Regions from separate parts of the Mus musculus genome. Here region 1 is linked to region 2. A link is a contact called in public Hi-C data. All regions are on one chromosome and are shown on one strand. Each heading gives the region's core, a stretch centred on a gene start, on an enhancer-like site or on the middle of the called end of the contact. The rest is flanking DNA. Distances are from core to core; before and after follow the strand shown. Region 1 has its middle 5.7 kb from the start of Gm34372. Region 2 holds the start of C230014O12Rik (RIKEN cDNA C230014O12 gene).

Region 1 (7,718 bases), core at 3,922-6,421, 530 kb after region 2:
ATTAACGAGCTCCATGGTACACACATGTTAAAGATCGGTGAGGAGTGACTCCATCCAAGGCCTTCAGGTACTACAAAAAGGGGTTCCTTCTGCTACCCCAAACTTGTTAGCTTCTCTCATGTCTAAAAGGGAGTTCTGTGCCCTACTTGGGCATCTGTGAGAACCCTCAGTGACAGGAGATTCTGGTGTTTCTGGCAAACTTCACCTGAGAGCCACACCAATTAGGCACCACAGCCAGGCTCTGGCTCAGCCACATGTGTTCCCTCAGTGCCACTGCCTATGCCTATACCACATCCACGACCCCAGACCAGGGTGTCCTCCATAGAGGACAAGGTCACTGAACGTTCCAGGCAGTCCAGTGTCCTCCAAGCACGAGTCTCATGGTCATCCCAGCCAGCCCCTGGTGTGAGGACGTGTGACTGTGTGTGGAAGCCCTTCTAGGACAAGCATAGCGCACAGGAGGACACGGAGTGACTGCTCCTCCCACCAGGCTCCAGCATTGCTTCTTTTTCAACTGTTTCGACCCTAAAGCCAGCAGCTGGCACATTGGTCATATGCAGTGACCAGACCTGAAGAGGAAGGAGTTTTCCCAGCAAGGGAGAGACACTTGGAAACCTGCCCCTGGCTCTCACTTCAGTAAGGCAAACCTGGAGAATTAGAAAATCTTACACAGCAGCAGCAGCCTGGGTAATAGTGGAAGGAGCGAGCCTGTGCCTGTGTGCACGTGTACACGTTTGACTTGTATCCGTGAGGGAAGGTTGGGCCACTGTGTAGGAACTTGTGTGTGAATCAGTGTGTTATGTATTTATGTGTGCCCGTAATATGAGTGCATGTGTGTGAGTGCACATGTGTCTGTATCCCTACATGATCACGTGTGTTCATACATGCCTCTACACCCACTCAAGAGTGAGTGTGTGTGTGTGTGTGTGTGTGTGTGTGTGTGTGTGTGTGTGTGTGGTATATGTTTGTTTGTCCTAAAGCCCTGGTCAGGCCAAACACCACCGGCACACCTGCACTGGGCCCAGGGCTTGCCGCCTGTTCTCAAAGGACATATCCTGGTCTCTGAGCAGCCCTTCCTCCCAGCCAAGCAGCTGGCCACCATTTTGGCACTCATTGCCCTGTCACATCTGATTTGTGAAGTCACGTCTGCCAGGCCCACAGGAGCGTCCAGCTGGGCTCTTTAAGGTCAGGTTTTCATCTCTTGCTTTTAGGCTATGCAGAGCGAACGACCACCTCTTTGGTCAGCTGACCACACTCAGCCTTCATCCTTAGCCCATCATAGTGATGAGGAACCTGGGGCTGGAGAGTCTATCCAGGGTACACAGGGACTGAGTAGACCCAGCCTGTCTGAGCTGATCCAGCCTCCCAGCACCTGTCCAGAGCCATGCAGAATTTCTGCAAGGTGACTGTGACCCCCAAAGTCCCCAGGAGAAGTCTTCGAAGCCAATGCTGGCCGTGGGGTACCAGATCTGATGTGCTGTCAGGTACTACGGGACTCCAGCTGAGCGAGTCCGTAAGGGACAGCCACACTGTTTCTCTGAGGTGTGTGGCTGTTGCTTCTCTACCGTACCTTCCAGACAGAGGCCACCCAGACTCCCAAGCCCACGTCACTCCTCATCACTGTTCTGCCTGGGAGTTCTGTCTACCAGAGGAAGTCCCTAGGGCACAGGCTACCCCCACATCCACAGCCCTGGCTGGCGTTGAGCACAGGGAGATGTCTGCCTTCCACAAGAAGTCTGTGCAGTGTAAGTAGGCAGCCATTCAGGAAAACCCACTTTCCTGTGGGAGTCTCCTATGGCCTACGTACAGTATATCTGTCTGTCTCTTCCCTGAGTTCAGGGACAAGCACAGGCTTAGGGATAAAAGCATGGCATTAAAGACTCCCAGGGACACTCTGCAGCTACAGAGGTTTGCCAAACACTATGGTGTATGTGACTGCGCCCCTTTGCCCTCCTGCAGAACCTGTCACGAGCCATCGAGCCCTGTGCTTCAAGACAGGTGACAGAGGAATCTAATGAGTGACTGCCTGAGGTAGTCAGGCCTGCAGAACAGAAGACAGGTAACAGGTGCCAGCCAGTATTTATAAAATCAGTTACGGCTTTCTACTGTCCCGACAGTGCACAGTGCACAAAAGAAGAAAGCTGGACCCAAAGCAGTGTGGAGGAGCCCAGCCAAAGCCTCAACCCGTTCTCTAGTTCCAAGGGCTCTCTGTGGGGACAGGAGCCTTAATACATGTCAGCCAAGGTGACAGCAACATCGGTCAGGGTGGCTTCACAGTCAGGCCCACCAGAGGAGCTAAGATGGCTGCCCTTCAGCCACTGTGTCGGCCGCCAAAGAGGGGGCTGGAACGGGGAGGCAAGAACCAGATCCAAAACAAAATGAATTGTTAAGTTGCACACTGGCTCCAAATGAGGTAACCCAAACCCGAGGTAAGCCCCAAATCTCCAAAGAATAAGACGGAGCTCGTCAGCTATCCCTATGCCCCTGAGGATGCTGGGTAACGCTCCCCCTTTGTCTTTTTGTTTGTTCTTAGCTCAAGCACCAGAGCGGCTACAAAATTGGTTAAAGCTTCCAAAGTGTGTCTTTCTCCAGAAACGTCTTATAAGAGACAAAAGATTTACAAGATCTGAAGAGTGAAGCAGGATAATTGTTTTTGGAATGACCCCAATATTTTCACCCCGGCGACCCCGGCTGGGCATCTTGCCCCCATATTTATGATTCCTGGTCCTCTGCGTACTACTGGGCGACCTTTCTGAGCCCCTCTGAGAAGCCCCAATCCCTTATCGGGCCTGTAACTCACCCTGACGTTATCTCTCGGGAGGGTTTTATACACTTTAATTTAACTCCCCCGTCATTATTTCCCGGACTTCAAGGTTTTCTCTTTGGAACTGCCCTTCCTGGGACAAGTATAATGTGTTTGCCATCAAACCCAATAAATATGTTTGCACAGGAGATGGGAACCATTTGGGGAGAGGCGCTCAGACTGGAAAGCAGCCGGAGCTCCCACCCGATGTGCTCCAGGGTGGGTGAGCGCTAGTGTCCTTGATCCTCTGTAGTGATGCAGGTGGGCCTTTGGGGCAGGGGAAGAAGGCACCAAACAAAACATAAGATGCCCAGACGACAGACGCCTCCTTTCTGCTGTTCTTCGCTGTTATCTGACTTGGTTTTGTGATGTGGTTGTCGCTGTTGAGACACTGGAGCAAGTCACTTTATAGCTCATTGTCAAGGAGTCCTAGCGGGGCTCGAACTCACCACCTCCTGTCACCACCCATGAGGACTCGATTACAGAACTGAAGCAATGCTCAGGGCAGGCATGCTTACCCAAGATGCACAGAGACAGAACCAGACACAGAGGATACAGGTGTGGCCTGGTCACACGGCACATGGACCCAAGTCGCAGGCCAGCTTGGGCTACAGAACCAGAACTCTCTCCAGGACTTTCCATGTTAGCCTTTGAGCTTCTTAGAGTCCCGTCCACCTGACCACACAGGTTTTGTCCCTCTAAATTCCCTTCAAAGGAAGTTATGGCACACAGTAGGGATCCAACTGGAAGTCCAGGGGACTAATTTGGGTTCCTCTCAGGGACAGCTGTGGAAGGAGCCTCCTACAGAGAGTGGTCTGGGCCTGTGTCCCCAAACACGCCCATCAATCTCGGTGGGTCCCTCCAGCAGGAGCAAATTAAAGTTTCTCTCAGTGCTTCCCTCAATACTCTGGGCCTCCGTCCCCTCACCTGCAAGATACCACAAGGAAATGCGCTCCGGTGACTAACCAAATGCAGGGGCTGGAGGGGCGGCCAGAGGTTATGAGTAGGCATTCCTGTCGCATGGAACCTGAGGTCACTTCCCAGAGGTTCACAAATGCCTGAGAGATCTGATGCCCCTGGTCTCGATGGGCACCTGCACATGCGCACATACCCACACATATACAGAATACATAACTAAAATACCCAGACATACACACATACATAATTAAAAATAATTCCTTAAAAAAATTAGCCAAGATGTGGAGGTCTCCAGGCCTTCCTGCGTCCCATCCTGTGCCCGGCTGCACACAGTTCAGGCTGCAGCCGGGACAGGAAATGATTCCCTGCCCAGTCCGTGGGACCGGTCCTCAGGGTATTTATTCTACCTGTGTCAGCTTCTGCCCAGCCCCTCAGCTCCTTCTCCTGGGACAACCAGAGTGGTTTCCACCTCAACCCTGACCAAGTGGCCCAGAGCAGAACCCCCATTGGTTGAGGCCTACAGCGAGAGCCAAACCATGTTCTGGGTGCTGCCGAGTGACAGAGCGCTGGGCGACAAAGACTGGGGGTCTTTGAGAAAGGGTGCTCTGGCCTAGACTAGGAAATAACGAGAACACCAGGGAACAGGAGGCTGGGGACACTGTAAGCCAGGCCCAGGGTGGCTTTCAGCCCTCTACAGGTGCCAGGAGCCTGGTAATGACCCTGTGTCAAAGATGCCACTGAAGCCACTGACAGGCACCAGGAACCCCACCCCCACCCCTATAGGGAGCCTCAGAGGTGGGGATGAAGGTCTGTGTCAGTGGCCAGCGTGGAGAGATGCTCAGAGCAGAGGCTGCTGACACAGCGTGCCCTGGTGGGAATAGTCAGGACATTTGCTCACTGCTGTGGGAAGTGTCCACATGGGACCTTTGTCCTGTTATTATGGAGAGCTTTCTGTCACTGAGTTCTTGAGTACTTTAAAAAGGTTTTGGACACTCTGTCCATTTTCTGTGTCATGGGCTAGGGTACATATTGATGTGAGAGAAAGAGAGAGAGAGAGAGAGAGAGTGTGTGTGTGTGTGTGTGTGTGTGTGTGTGTGTGTGTGTGTGTGAAGGTCAGAGATCAGCAGCATCAGGCCATTTTAATCTGATTTACTTCTGGCTACCACAGATCAAGTTTCTACCCTCTTAGCACTGCCTATGAGGGCTCAGTTTCAACCTGGCAAAGCTCTGAGTGTGCCTGCCCCTGTGTCCCCACCAGAGCCTGAGTCCCCTAACACAGACAATGATCAGGCACACTGCACACTGGACCCGGAACACTGGCTATGCTGGGACCCAGCTGCATTTTGTCCCTGATCAAAGACTCCAGGGAGCTCCGCCCACACGAGTCTCTGGTCTAGCATGGTCTAGTGTGGTCTAGCTTGCACAAGGTCCTAGATTCTGATTTGATTCTGGGAATCAGGATATGTCTCCTAGCATGCAGGAAGCCCTGGGTCCAGTGCTCAGAACTACATAACCCAGCTATATCAAGGGATACCTATAATCTTGGCATTTTGGAGACAGGGGCAGCTGCCTGGCCCAGGTTGGACTATATAGGATGATAAATCTAATTTATAAGATCAAAGGTGTGTGTGGACAACTTATTAAAACATGAAGTTAGCTGACACGTGGTATGGAAGCACACAGAGACAGGCGAGACTCCAAAGCCCTCACTGACATCTTGACCCTGTATCCAGCCCACAACCGAGGCTTCTGCAGTCACATGAACATGAAAAGGTATTTCTGCTTCTTAGAATACTCTGACAGTTGCCAGACAGTGATGGTGCACACCTTAAATCCCAGCACTCCGGAGACAGAAGCAGGTAGATCTCTGAGTTCAAGGACAGCCTGCTCTACAGAGGAAGTTCCACCAGGACAGCCAGAGCTACACAGAGAAACCGGGAAGGGAAGGGAAGAGAAGGGAAGGGGAGGGGAGGGGAGGGGAGGGGAGGGGAGGGGAGGGGAGGGGAGGGGAGGGGAGGGGAGGGGAGGGGAGGGGACAAACCCAGTCAGCTTCTAATGCCTCTATACACGCTGGATTAATACCTCCTCTATCTTGATCCACATGAAATGTTGAGGAGAAAAGGGACCAGTCAGAGAAGATGGTCCAAGATCAGGGCATGCTAATCCTGAGGCATAAGACAAAGTGGTGGTGACCCTGATAAGAAGCCAGCTTGCCTGCCTATCTGCTTGCTTGTCTGTCTGCCTGCCTGCCTGGTTGCCCTCAAACTCTGGCACAAAAAACAACATAAAAATAACTTGATCCTTGAGTAGATGAGTAACTGAAGGAAAAAAGGAATGAGTACACATTGCCTCAGTCGGCTTCCCTGGCCTGGGTGCCAAGAATGAGGCAAAGAACCACTATTTCTCCACAAAGAGACCTGGGTTCTCTGGTGCCCAGGCACTTAGAATCCGCTTGTGAGGATCTGGCCATGCCCCTGCCACAGAGCCTAGTGAGGCATCAGCCTCAGCCCTGAGAAGGCTCAGAGCTTCCATCCACGAAAGGTCTCCCGATACAATAAAAGATTATCAGCTCGATAATATGAGACATAACTAGGGCCACTATGCCCCGTTGGATTGAAAGCCAGAGAGTCAAGAGTCCCCTCCCCCAGAGATTTATTCCCCATGGAGTGGTAGTTTCCCAGCTGGCCCAGCTGGAAAGATTAGACCTGGTCTCTCTCCCTCCATCTGGGGGGAGGGGAATCACATTTTTATTTAATCTTCAATGAGCTGGAACAGCAAAGATGGCGTGAACGCACATTAATTCTGAAACAAATTATTAAGGCTTGATCTAGGATTCCGGGAAAACCACTCCCCACCCCCGCCAGCCGCCTCCCTTCATTCTGACCATCCGTTCCCTCCGGAAAACATACCATCAGGCCCAAGTGTTTCCCCAGGGCTGAACATAAAGGCCTAGGATAGACCAAGCCCAGGGCCAGCGCAGCCGCAGGCCTGGTGACAATCTGCTGTCCTGGGCCTTGACCCCTACCAATGACCTCCATGTTCTGTCTCCTCCCTGCCCATGCATATAGCTGCTCCTCCCCAAGCCCGGCCTCCCCCTGGCTTCTCAGGAACCTTGGCCTTCCCAGGACATCAAGAACCTACCTCCCTGAGTTGGCTCAGACATGGCTACACCCCCAGGGCCATAGGCCTTCCACCTCCTACAGACTTAGGGCAAAATCCAGAGTCCCCTGGACTGTGGCTCTCTTCCCTTGTCCCTAAAAGGCTTCACCTGCCTTCCCTTCTATTCATCCCTCTTGGAGCTGTGGCCCCACAACCTGCCTGCCCCTTCCTTCCCCACCCTTCCCACTTGAGAGTGTGAACTGATATCCACGTGTTTGTGGGACCTCTGCTGCCCACATCCCCAGTGGATACCAAGACCTGCCATCTCTTGTCCTTGAAATTAAATAGTACATAATTAGGGGCTGTCCAGAGGGCTCAGTGGGTAAGATGGCTTGCTGTGCAAGAAAACAGACCCAAGTTCAAATCCTCAGCACCCATGTAAAAGCTATGCATGGCTACACACATGTCAGTAACCACAGAGCCATGAGCGATAGAGACAGGAAGATCACCAAGGATTACTGACTGCTTGTCTAACTCGGGGTTCAGTGAGGTGAAGAGTAATAGAGTGGGACAGTTGATGTCCTCCTCTGGCTTCCACATTCACACACATGTGCACATATACTACCTACATACAACACATGCACAGCAATAATAGATACATACATACTTAGTGTCCAATGCTCACAGACAAAGCCCTGTAGGAAGTGAGAACACAGAGTTTGTCCCACTCAGTATGGCCCAGGGCAAACAGTAGGTGCTCAATAAATGGCTATTGAGCCAGGCATGGTGGCGCACACCTTTAATCCTAGCACTCAGGAGGCAGAGGCAGGCAGATTTCTGAGTTCAAGGCCAGCCTGGTCTACAGAGTGAGTTCTAGGACAGCCAGGGCTATACAGAG
Region 2 (7,058 bases), core at 1,902-4,401:
CAGCCTTGTCCAGGCTAGACACCAACATTGGTCTTGTCGATCCACACATTCCACAGCTGAAGTTTAGTGCCATAACTTGCTCACAGTCATTATTTCCAATACACTGCTTTCCTTGAGACCTGCTGCCACCTCTTTGTTTCTTAGCTTTTATTTAAAAGTTCCAGGGCTGACAAGATGGTAACCACGTAGGTAAAAAGCACTTGCCATCAAGTCTGATGGCCTGAATTCAATCACCAGGACCCATATACATATACATTCAGAGATGACTAAAAACAGTTTTTCACACACATACACACACACACACACGAACATGCACACCACCCCGTTTTGAGATGGCTCAGCAGTTAAGAGCATTTATTGATCCAGCAGAGGACTTGGGTTTGGTTCCCAGCACTCACACGGCAACTCAACATCTGATCCCAGTTCCAGGGATCCAATGCCCTCTTCTGACCTCTGCAGGTATCAGACATGAACTTGGTGCACAGACATACATACAGGCAAAACACCCATACAAATAAAATAAATAAATCTTTAAATTTTAGTTCTAGTCCTTAGAATTCAAGGGGACTCATGGTCCACCCCCTCTCCGTTCCTGCCTCCTCCAAAATCTATCTCTATATCCCTGGCTCAGCCAGCAAGACCCGCCCCAGTAGATAATGAAGGACCACACTGAGCCTCGACCATGCACAAGTGCTCTCAGGCCCACCCTGGGTGCTGGGACCACCCCTTAGGAAGAGAGCAGAAGCCAGGAGGCCCAGCTGGTAATGGAGGCACCAGGCCTCTCCTCGGGGGCAGCTGGAGGGGTCCAGGAGTCTCCCTCACACCATCTCATCACTGTAAATAATGCCGAAAATGAGTCGTTTTTAAAGAGTGTCCAGTGGGATTCTGGAGCCTTGTTTTAATTATACAAAACCAGCATGGGTGCTCAGGCAGATGCTGGCGCTAATTGTTTTGAAAGCCGGCCCTCTTGGCTCCTCAGAATGCCCTGTCTGGGCACATTTTGAGCAGTTTTCACAGTCACACAATGAAGTCACTCCCAGACTGGGCAGGTACGGGCGAGACACACCAGAGACCTGCCTTAGGGACCTCTTCCTCCTTGACCTCACCCCTACTCAGTCCAGGCTCTGGCCACCACCCCTCCTCACAACACAATCAGCTGGCAAGATGCTCTGAGGCTGAGAAGATGCTGGGAGGGACACACTGTGAGCACCAGCAGAGGTGAGGGAGGGCACCCTGCTTCACCAGTGCGTCCCCTCTGTGAACCTAGGCCTCCTCCTGCTCTGCCCGCAGACTCTGTAATACCTGATTTATTACCTCTCCTTAGTGGTTGAGGGTCAGAAGGCTCTAAGCCAAGGTCACACCGCTAGGAAACCACAGAGGACCCCAGTCTCAGCTCTACCCTCTTGTGGCTGGAAAGGCAGTAGGGAACAGATGTGCATGCGCCGAGACGTGTAGAGAATGGATGCATAGATGGCCAGACAGACAGACAGACAGAGAGTGGTCCCAGAGGGAGAATCGGGGGAGAAGAAGAGACCATTGGCAAATTGTGCCTTTAATCCAGCCACTACTGTATGGGTTTATAAGAGGCAAATGGACCCCTTCTCAGATACTGGGGTGTGGGGAGCCACAGCATTGTGTGGAGCCCCTCTTTTAAAAAATCAGCCAGAAATTAAACAGGGCTAGCACTGAAGGCATTGAGAGATAAATACAAGAAAAAAGCTACAGAGAACTAGGGACCCACACACACACAAAGGAGAAGGTGGGGACCCAGGGGCAAAGCAGAACAGAATAGGGAGTCGGTGAGCTCAAGGTGGGGTGCCAAGGCTGGTGAGCCCTGCAGAGGGACAGGCCTGGGCCGGAGGAGGTGATGGATGGCGTGCCCATCAATTTCTGAAGGCCAAGGCTCGGAGAGCAGCCGAGTCAGTGAAATTTACATTATTAATCTCTTGTAATAATCTATGACTCAAGCAGGCTGAGAAAATAGCCGCAGCTACGGAGTGACCAGCCTATATAAATAACGGCTCCCCGCTCAATTTAATTGCACTCTGGTGAAAGCCCTCTTCTTGTATCTTTCTAATTACTTTAGTTTCATTAGGTCTAGCAGAGAAAGGGAGAGAAAGAGAGAGAGAGCCGTGAAAAAGAGAGGGAGAGAAAGGGGGAGGGGCAGGGGGAGCGTCGCAACAATGAAAAATTCATATTCCGATTTTTTTTTGTTCTGTGAAATATTTAAATGTTAATAGCCATTCCGTCGTTGACATGCTATCTCACCAGTGTGGAGTTAAACAGAAAATCTATTTAATCTACGGGATCTCATTAAATGGTCGTGGCAAGGCAGTGGCTGGGAAGTAGTCAATAGCCGGGAAAGAGGAGAGGGAGGAGGGGTGGGGGAGGGAAGAAAGAGCTGCTAAGATTCTTTAATTTAATTTATTGTCGTGCATGAGACACCAGGAGAGGCGGGGAGACGCTGGCTCCTGCGCCTCCATTTGAGTGGCTAATGATTAAATGTTTTCCATTGTGCTACAGCTGGTATGTATTATCACAGAGTGAGTGAAAAACAGAAACTCTCAGCAATTTTGACTGCTTTCCAAATATTAGCCCCTTTTAAAGCCATTAAAAGATTATCACTGATTTAACCAAATGTCTGTTTGGAGTATTAACCGCAGTCTGTTCTCCGAATCCCCAGAATGCCTCTCCTCTCTCCTCTCCTCCGATTATCTCATCCACCCAGCAGTATTTAATTTCATTCCCATGAATATGCAATGAATTTAATTTTGAACACTATTTTCATCTGCTCCTGTAATCACAAAAAATGCTGGTGTAATTAGTTTCTAATTACTTGCTTTAATTGTTGTAGTAATCATTTTAATTACCCAAATGCACAGACATCAAACGCTAAAAGGAAAATAATCCTCTCGCACCTCCTACCTTGTCTTTCAGCCTCGGTGTTTGATATCTCGATTTTGACACGGGCAACCTTCACTGAGCCGGGGGTGCTCCGGGGGGCTTCTGGGGCTCAGGGAGGCCGCTCCAAGCCCAGGCCTCAACACAATCTGCTCACAGAAATTTGCATGCCCCCCAAAAAACCATTAAGTTAAAATATACAGTTATTGTACCTTTCTGGGCCGGGCGCCACGCGCGGGCTTATTGCTGAAGCCCAAACCGGCACGAGCAGATGGTAAATCATGAAATTTTATGAAATTATTACGCCGGCGAGGTGTTTTGAATAGGAGCAGCTGTGAAGGAGATGGGACGTTATAAACACTCACAGGTGTTGCCATCTCCTCCTCTGCCAGCCGCAACATAAAAAAAAAATTAAATTATAAACAAACCAGGCAAATGTTGTAATCTCTCTCCTCGACACACTCCTTACAGGGAAATTGCTTAAACTAAGCAAAGAATTCAATTTTAATTTGCATAAAATATTTATCAAGGCTTACGCAAATTTCCGCGCGGCTCCCTTCCTGCCAAGTTGAAAATTGCTCAGACATACAGAGGTGGAATATCGGCATGTGAGGAGACCATTAGGCCAGCCCTCCCGGCCACTCGAGCTGTGCAGACGCCACGTGCCCAGCAGCAGGCCAGGCTCTGCCAATTTGGCCTTTTAATTTTTTTTTTCTTTTTCTTTCGTCCCTTTTTTGCAAACAGATTGTTTTTCTCATTATGTTTTTATATGTACCTAAACTGTTAATTAGGCCCTTAGAAGCGTTTTTATTGGGGCCTAAGTGTAACGGGCTGCTTTGTTCACAGGCCCGCACCTTTCAGCGGCTCCACGAACAGGGGTTTTTTTGCCTCCGTGGCAGTCCAGGGTTACGTGCGGGGAGAAGGGCGCCCTGACCTAGGGAGGATGTTTCAGTTCTCCTGGGTGCTTGCGGATGGTGGCCCCAGAGGAGAAGAGGAAGAGGAGGAAGCTGAGGAAGCAAAGACAGAGTCGCACTTCCTCTGGACTCGGGGCGGCTTCTAAGTCAGGAAGCCCTCCAGGCCGGATTCCAGAAAGCAGGATCTTAGCACTTCACAGTGCAGCCTTGTCTACACCTGCCTGAGGCCTTTATACCTCTTCTACCTCAGAATGTTGAGTCAAGACTGCTGGCAGCCTGGTCCGGCTTCCCAGCCCAGAGGAACCCTCCTTAAAGAAACCCCTCACACACAAACTTTCTTCACAGAGTTTGACACCATCAGGGTGGACCTGTCCCGGAGTTTTAGTGTCTGCTTCCTTTAATAGGATGAGACCCTCATGAGGACAAAGATGCCGATCTGGCTCTGGGTGTGTTCTCTGACAGAGCCTTGCCTGATAGCATGGGGTCTGCGTACAAAAAGGGTAGAGAGGAACCAACCGTCACCAAGCCGGAAGCATCTTTTGTTAGTTAGGGAAGTGCACTGAGCCAGGACTGGGCTACTTGGAGTGTGGCCTTTGACCCTACCACATGGGTCACCTGTGTGTCAAATGAAACACTGATGTCCACACGCCCGGCCTCAGGGGTGCCTCGGCCTTTGCCACCCACATGATAGCCTGTCTTGACCAAAAGCAACCTGGGGGGGAAATGGGTTTATTTTATCTTATAGTTAACAGTCTACCATGAAGGGAACCCAAAGCTGAAACTTGGAGGCAGGAGCTGAGGCTTGCTCTCCATAGCTTGTCCAGTCTGCCTTCTTACAGAACCCAGGACCACCAGCCTAGGGATGGTGCCACCCACAGTGGGCTGGGTCCTCCCCCATTAATCATTACCTGAGAAGATACCTCACAGACTTGGCCATAAACCATTGTAACAGGGGCATTTCGAAAATGATGTTCCCTCTTCCAAGAAGATCCTAGCTGTGTCAAGTTGACAAAAATCCAACCAGCACACCTGCCCTCCTGCAATCAGATACCCAAATGAACTTTAAGCAAATCTAGCCAATCACCACTTGGCTACCCAGGTCCCCCAACAGAGAGGCTGGGTCCCCCACTATATCAAAGTGGCTGATGGAATGGGAGGGGCAGGATCGTCCCTCCGTTTGGAGCAGGATCAATGGGAAGAGTGAATTAAGCATGGTGAATCACTAATAAGGAAATAATCAGGTTTACACTGCACAAACATGTCTCCACATCAGACAGAATATTGGGACAGGGAGAACAAGGTTGGCGGCTCTGGAGAGACTGCAGAGGTCCCTGAAGGAAATGCCCAGTGTCAGAGCTCCTCGCCATGCTGAGGTATCAGTGGCTGTGCTACTGGTGTGGCCTTCTGGGGGTATGGAAAGACGAAGAAGAGCACCCAAGAACATCCTCGGTCCTTCCCACGCACAAGTTCTGAAAAAAGGCATCAAGACCTTTGGGGAGGTAGAGGCAAGGAGATCAGGAGAGTTCCAGATCAACCTGAGATACATGAGACCTTGCCTTTAAAAGGGGGTGTGGGTGGGCTGGGAGATGGTTCAGCAGGCTAAACACTTGCTGTGCAAGTTTGAGACCCTGAGTTCAGATCCCAAGTCAAAGCCAGTATAGCCACTTGCAGCATCTTGGAGGGAGGGAGCAGGGAGATAGGATCTCTGGGATTTTCTGACCCCCAGCTCAACTCCAGGTTCAGTGAGAGACCCCAGCTCAAGGAAATAGAGCAGAGAGGCAGCATCATCACTGTCAACAGCCTGGCAAACCTCAAAGGGACGGAAACAGATTCAAATCCCAGTCAAGACTGAATAGCTGTGTGACCTTGGACGTGGCTCTTTACCTCTCTGTGGCCCAGGCTTTTAGCCAGCTGCTTGGAGGTGGCCCTGACACAATTTGAACTGTTCAGAGCCACTGTCCAGATAGGAGACCAAAGGCCCCAGAAGTGGTCAGTGACTTGTTGAGCTACCCAGCCACTAAGCCACTAAGCTGGCCCTGAAGCGCCACAGTGAGGTGGGCAGAAGGGAAAAAGATTGACAGGGCCCATGAGCACTGATGATGGATGTGGGGCAGGGCTGGGTGTTGAGAAGAACGTGCAGAGGCGGAGCTATGGGGAGAGGAGGCTCTGACTGTTGGCTGATGAGCCAACGTTGCTTCTGGAAGGGACAGCCCAGTCGCCACAGCATGAGAAGCGAGTGTGTGCGCGCGCGCGCGCGCGCACATGGGGGAGGCGGAGGGGCTGGTTCACGCTCCCCAGCAGGCTCTTGATCTGTAGCATATGCCAATTTACCTGGTATAAATTCCCCACTCCTGAGAGGTCCTGGGGAACCCAACCAAACGTAGAGTATCACAGCTTCCAAGGAGGCCCAGCTGCCAGGATCCCACTTGGGAGCCTGTGGGAGTCTGCTTCTTGCCAAGGCTATACCTGCTGGTCCTCTTCCTCCCTCCTGAGCAACGAGCCGAAGAGTCTTAGAGTCAGGTTCCCCATGCCTGTCCCAAGCATCTTGCCATCTTTATGTCTTTATCGCCACCTGGGGCAGAGGAGGGTCCTCTTCTCAGCCCTGCTGGGGAGGTGCGGGTGGTGGCAGGGTCACCTTGGGAAGAGTTATGGTCCTTGGAAGGAGCGGGAAGATACGCAGCTCTGCAGGCAACAGCCAAGGATAGTAATCTGGGCAGACAAGGGATCGATGGGAATTTCTATTTAGGGAGGAAATCGATAGGAATTTCAAGGTAGGAAAGGGGGAATTACCTTTAATTGGAGCATTCGTCCAGCTGGCCCTCGGGTGAGGCCAAGGCTCAGCGGGCCTTGGAGGGACAGCCAGGTGGCCCAGCCAGCCCTAGTCCTGACTGGGGCACTTTGAACTTGACTAGAGACCCTCTTCTCCAGGTTCCACTGAAGCCTGGATCAAGCATGTCAGGGTGGCAGGGGGCAGGCATGCCAGGAGTCAGGGGCACAGCCCTACTGCCTTAGCTGGCAGATGTCACGGCAGACACACTTGCTCAGCAGTGAGGGGTTGATTCTCGAGTGGAAGCTGAGAAGTGCTAGGACAGGTGCCAAACCCTGTCTCAAGGGCTTTGCAGATTTAATCCTCACTAAATCCCGCATAAGAGGCTCTGTTCTTTCCATTTTAAGGCACAGGGAGGTTGAACCACTTGCCCATGGTCACACAGCTAGGAAATATTTGAGCTGGATTTTGAACCC

Evidence for each region. A called contact is a pair of places that touch in the nucleus more often than the background predicts.
Region 1: a Hi-C map of the N1E-115 cell line shows a contact between it and region 2, with 6 times the contacts expected there. The contact joins the enhancer-like site here to the promoter of C230014O12Rik in region 2. A contact is called at or near these places in 1 of 15 datasets of contacts at CTCF or cohesin (embryonic stem cells), 5 of 484 Hi-C or Micro-C datasets (the N1E-115 cell line, bone marrow-derived macrophages, cerebellar granule neurons and 2 more) and 9 of 115 datasets of contacts at active chromatin or transcription factors (acute myeloid leukemia, craniofacial prominence, differentiating embryonic stem cells and 5 more).

Annotation. Positions count from the first base shown.
Region 1 is chr2:34,629,535-34,637,252 of GRCm38.p6, forward strand. No RefSeq gene overlaps it. Among named protein-coding and RNA genes, the nearest start is that of Gm34372, 5.7 kb to the right of the region's middle. Within about 2 kb of position 5,172, at least 8 of the 459 cell types and tissues checked have an H3K27ac peak or open chromatin away from gene starts, as enhancers often do. A contact at or near this core is called in the N1E-115 cell line, where this site is marked.
Region 2 is chr2:34,104,584-34,111,641 of GRCm38.p6, forward strand. It overlaps C230014O12Rik (RIKEN cDNA C230014O12 gene), which reads right to left and starts at 3,152. Exons shown (of 4, transcript NR_130173.1): 1 at 2,926-3,152.